Linked DNA regions of Mus musculus: region 1 is linked to region 2. The links are chromatin contacts, called in public Hi-C maps. All regions are on one chromosome and are shown on one strand. The core of a region is the stretch at or near the end of the contact, and the rest is flanking DNA. Distances in the headings are between cores, read along the strand shown.

Region 1 (2,700 bases), core at 16-2,515, 150 kb before region 2:
TGATGTCATGTGTTTTATATATAAATTTTCTGTTCATCACAGCGATACTGCTTTATACCTATTAAATCTAATCTGTCATAAATTATATGTAATTCCCCTTTAATATAGCATTCAAGAGAGTTGATGTAATTTACTGTTTTGTACTTTATAGGAGAAATCCCATTGGGGCATTCAAGGTGTCTTTTAAAAATAGGTCAAGTAGGCTTTTCTTTCTCACACATGTCTTAGCTGTCATATAATACTTGTATTTATTGTGGGTTGTGGTATAATTAAATGTGTGTATATAGTATTTAACGATTAAAACGGGTCACTAAGGCTGCTTGTAGGGATGGGCGTCTGTGATCTTGGTGCTGAGGCAGGATAACCTGGTGTTCAAAACCAACCCAAGTTATATCAAGACTTTATCTCAAGAAAATCAAGTAGGCTTTCAGCTTTCCTCAGAGAGGCCTCACTCGCACTGGGCAGCGGTTAACACAGAGACTCACAACTGGGTGAAGTGCTGAGAGTAAGTGGAGGCCTTGGCCTTAAGTGAGATATCTAAATCCTCTCCTCTCAACAAGGCTTTGGGAACACCAGCCTGAAATTGTGGAAGAGTGCTGCTTCAAACGTGTTTTATGGACATGACATAGCCATCGAATTCATGAACTCAGTAGGTTATCTTGATAATCATCCTTCACGTGGGAGGGGCTCATGAGCCCTCAGCCCTCACTGAGGGTCTATGGGAAAAATTAGTTGGTGCCATAGGAGGATTGCCATTTCCCTCAGCACTGTACCCACTGATAAACTGTTCCAGCCAATAAGCCCCTACTCGTGCTTATGCAAAGAGCCTTAACTAATATTAGTGGGTCAACAAACTCACAAACATCAAAGTAGGAGTGATATTGTGAGATAAGGAAGGAACGAAGGGTTGGGGGTGGATGAAAGAGGCCAAGGACTCTACGTGAAGATGCTTAAAATACAGAATATAAAAGCATGAAAATTTCAACAAGTAATGAAGAACAAGAAAACAATAATTAGGGCCGTCAGCATTTTCATCTCCTCAAATACTATTGTTTCTCTGTTTTAGGAACTGCAATCTTTTGTTTTGATCGCCTTTCTCAGCTGTCCACTAAGCGACATCAATAGCTGAAGCGATTTCTACCAAGTGGAGAAGGCCAAAAAAGCTGGCCTGACTGGCTAGTGACACTTTCGTTCTATCTCAGGAGCCGGCTGACTAACTTCCTGTGCTGTGAAGAAGGCATTTCTGGAATTTTAGTGGGGAAGGAATTTTCTTGGTAGTTCGGAAGTGGTTAAACTGCTGGTTTCCTTTACCCACTTGCTGACCGTATTATCTACTGTCAGACTCACTGATATGACGTCTAAGAGACGAACCAGCCAAGTCAAGCAGTTGCAGATACTCATCAGGAAAAGCAGTGTCTCATCTTGAGACACACGGACGTCAGGCGTCTCAAACGCAAACCTGTCTGTGTGCAGTTGCTGCTTCCTCTCCTCTCTTAAAGGTCTCATTATGGCTGAAACTTTTTAGGAAAAGACCTTGAAATCCTTAAGTCTTAATATCTTGAAAAATAAAGACACAAAGGATTTTGTTCTTAGGCATGGGTCAGAGAGCAGTCGTTTGAAATGGTGAACCGATGTTTGATATCTAATATGTAATCACAATCTTGTGCTGCCACCCTGTAAAAGGGGATGGTTGCACCCATAATACATCTGCAGTGAGCGTCTCTGCAGGCAGCATCCAGAGTGAAAGCAAAACTGATCCTCATGTCATCTAGGAAAAGGCTTCTTAGAAATTCCCAGAAGGTTCTTCTTTATGAAAGGGAAACCCCCAGCTATTGTAACGTCTTCATTACCCATGCCCCTGTGTCAGGAAAGGCGTGGTTCCTATAATTTCACTGCAGTTCTTACTCCACAGAGCGAGTCCTCACAGCAGTGTGTGAAGTGTTCATCAGGTAAATGAAAACATATAGCCATAGTCTTTTCAAAGCTGACACCACCGGGGCTGATGGTCCCCGACAGCATGCTGCAGCTCCTTGGTGGACCTACAGCTGAGGCCAGGTATGAGCTCTGCTGGTACTGGAGTGCTACAGCTCCTTGTCCCAGGGGCTTTTCTAATTGCTCATCAGCCAAGGGAAATCCCGGGCTTCGTAAAGCGCTGTTAAGATATGTTTGATATGTTTTCCACCGCTTTATTTTTTTTTTCTGGGTAGAAAAAGTTATCGGAAATTCGATTAAGGTTTTATTTTGTAAAAGTTTTGTTTGTAGGGGCTGGAGAAATGGCTCGGCAGTTAAGAGCACTGGCTTCTCTTCCAGTGGTCCTGAGTTCAATTCCCAGCAACCACATGGTGGCTCACAACCATCTGGGGGTCCGATGCCCTCTTTTGGTGTGTCTGAAGACAGTGGCAGTGTACTCATATACATAAAATAAAAAATCTTGAAAAATGTTTCAAATTGTGTATGTGTGTGCACATACACACACACACACACACACACACACACACACACACACACACACACACACATTTTCCCAGAGATTGGAGGAATTCAGTCCCTTGAAGTTCTTGAAGTTGGAGCTGCTGCTAGTTGTAAGGTGCAGCACAGGGTGGTAGTAATTGCACTTAGGTCTTCTACAAGAGCACCATGTGCTCTTAACATCAGAGCCATTTTTTTTTTTTAGCCCTGAAGATTCTTACAAACAAAACA
Region 2 (2,700 bases), core at 13-2,512:
TAAGAATGATCTTTATAAGTTTATATATTTGAATGCTAGGTCCCTAGTTGGGAAGGTCTGGCCTTCTTGATATCACTGGAGGTGGGAGTTTAGGTTTCAAAAGCCCACAACAGGCCGAGTTTCTCTCTCTCTTCCTCCAACTTGCAGATAAAAATCTAGGCATTCAGCTATTACTATAGTGCCTGTCTACTCCCATGCTCCCTGGCAAGATGGTCATGAACTTACCCTATAAAACTGTAAGCAAGCTCCGTCCCCAATTAAATGCTTCTCTTTATAAGTTGTCTTGGTCACGTGTTCTTTCACAGCAATAGAAAAGTAACTAAGACACAGGTCTCACTTGCAGTGTTGCCCAGGCTAGTCTCAGAATCGTGTTGATCCTCCTGCCATAGCCTCCTATGTGCTGGGATTACAGTTATAAACTATCACACTCACTCTGTATACACGTCCACATTTGATTCAGGCCCCTTTAAAGATGCAGAGAAGAGGACGACCACAGAAGAGAGAGTACGAGGCTACATCATCTATGCACAGTACTTGTCCAGACAGCTCCAATGATAACAGCTGAAGTTCACTTTCAGGGGAGTCACGGCTGTGGTTTATTAGCCATGTCCTCGGCAGATGAGGCAATTCGGGAGCTACTCAGCTGCTAGTCATGTTCTATTGCATGTGATCTGACATTGCAAAGAGAAGGTCTTATACATTACCATGAATTGCCACAAATGCACTCTTTCAGGTAAAGGTTTTGTGGTGGTTTGAATGACAATTGTCCCCAAAGGCTTATGTATTTGAATACTTGATCCATCATTGGAGAGTTTGTGGAAACTTCAGGAGGTGCAGACTTGCTGGAAGAAGTAGGTGAACTTTGATAGATTATACCATTATCTCACTTCCTGTTCTTTATCTACTACTTGTGTGTGGATGAAGGGTGATCTGCCAACTTCTTTGTCCTGACACCTACTGCCCTGCTTTCCTCATCATTATGTATTCCCACCCTCTGAAACCACAAGCCAGAATAAACTCATTTTCTGTGAGTTGCTTTTGGTCATGGTATTTTATTACAACAACAGAAAAGCAACTAATACAGGTTCCATCTACTTGTCTAATGATAGCGCCAAGTTACTGTTACTAATAATTAACACATTACCTCAAATTTTAACATCATAAAGCAATAGCTCTTTTATTGTGTTCATGGACCTGGGGTCAGATATTCAGGCAGAGCACAGAGAAAACAGCTTATCTCTGCCCCCAGGCAAACGCAACTCAACTGAAGATAGTGATTGGCTCAGTTGGTGCCTTGGCTAGTCTTCTGGTAGGGCTTTCAGTTCTTCTGTGTGTCTACTGTGACTAAATTAATATATCTGGCTCTGGGGTAGATATCAGAAAAAATTAGTTCCCTCTCTCTCCTCCCCCTTCCCTTCCCTTCCCTTCCCTTCCCTTCCCTTCCCTTCCCTTCCCTTCCCTTCCCTTCCCTTCCCTTCCCTTCCCTTCCCTCCCCTCCCCTCCCCTCTCCTCTCTTCTCCTCTCCTCTCTTCCCCTCTTCTTTCCTCTTCTCTCTCCATATAAATTACGTGGTTAGCTTGGGATTCCTTACACTATGGCAATCCTAGGTCAGTCATATTTTCCACTGTGGCTTGCTTCCCAGTATTCTAATAGTGTATAGTTACCCAGGGCCAGACTGAATTTTACTTGGCAAGGGTAACATTAGTAGTTAAATTTTTTGGAGACCTTTTATCACACAGTATTTTCTCAATCAATCTTATTTTTTATCTCAGTGATCTCAGTTGACCCTTGCTGTGAAGGTCTGAAGTGTGGGAATGCTTACCATTGAAAGCAGAACATGAAAGAGGGTTGCATAGTCTTGAAAGTCAAGAGATTCCTTTCTACTTGTAACTCCAGATTTGGGAGTGATTTTATTAGAAGGATATTATCATAGTTAGAATTCCAAGGCATGGAACAAAAGGGAGATACAAATAGTTGGTCATGAGACATGGACAGTATTGAGCAGAAAAGGTCAAATCTCATAGAAAGCCTAAGAAAAAGAAAACACATTGATGCCCATGCAGGGCTAGTGTTTCAGGATGTCCCTTCTGATGATACTAAAATACAGGTGCTCAAATACCTTGTGTAAAATTGTGTAGCATTTACCTATAACTCACTCACTTTCTCTTGTATACTTTAGATCATCTCTAGGTTACTTAAAATGCTTGATACAGTGCAAGACTTGGTCAAAACAACTATATTGTTTAGGGAAAAATGACGAGTTCAAAAAGTCTGCACATGTTCATTGAAGACTGAAGAGCTCTTAGAGTGTTGAGTCACAATTAGTCGAATCTGCGCACAGGTAGAACTTGTGAATAGAGGGCCAATTAATCCTAGCACTTAGGAGACTGAAGGAAGGAGATCTCAAGTCTGACACCACCAGCCTGGGCTGCATAGTAAGACTGTTTTAAAACACACACAGTTGTTGACCTTTTGAGTTCTGTGGACTGCATCTTGGGTATTCTGTCCTTTTGTGAGGGCTAATATCCACTTATAAGTGAGTACATACCATGCATGTCCTTTTGGGTCTGAGTTACCTCACTCAGGATGATATTTCAGGGCACCTCAGTCCCATTTGAGAGGGAGAAGAAAGCAATCACAGGTGGGGAGGGAGGGGGGGACCTGGGAGGGAAAATGGACAGGGTTTGGGGGAGGGGGAAG

Evidence for each region. A called contact is a pair of places that touch in the nucleus more often than the background predicts.
Region 1: a Hi-C map of the G1E-ER4 cell line shows a contact between it and region 2, with 4 times the contacts expected there. The contact joins two enhancer-like sites. A contact is called at or near these places in 2 of 15 datasets of contacts at CTCF or cohesin (CD8 T cells and pro-B cells) and 6 of 484 Hi-C or Micro-C datasets (the G1E-ER4 cell line, myeloid progenitors, nephron progenitors and 1 more).

Annotation. Positions count from the first base shown.
Region 1 is chr4:89,122,701-89,125,400 of GRCm38.p6, reverse strand. The region is part of intron 1 of Gm12602 (predicted gene 12602); the gene reads left to right. Among named protein-coding and RNA genes, the nearest start is that of Gm12602, 4.2 kb to the left of the region's middle. Within about 2 kb of position 1,265, at least 41 of the 459 cell types and tissues checked have an H3K27ac peak or open chromatin away from gene starts, as enhancers often do. A contact at or near this core is called in the G1E-ER4 cell line, where this site is marked.
Region 2 is chr4:88,976,248-88,978,947 of GRCm38.p6, reverse strand. The region is part of intron 1 of Gm34568 (predicted gene, 34568); the gene reads right to left. Among named protein-coding and RNA genes, the nearest start is that of Gm34568, 21 kb to the right of the region's middle. Within about 2 kb of position 1,262, at least 9 of the 459 cell types and tissues checked have an H3K27ac peak or open chromatin away from gene starts, as enhancers often do. A contact at or near this core is called in the G1E-ER4 cell line, where this site is marked.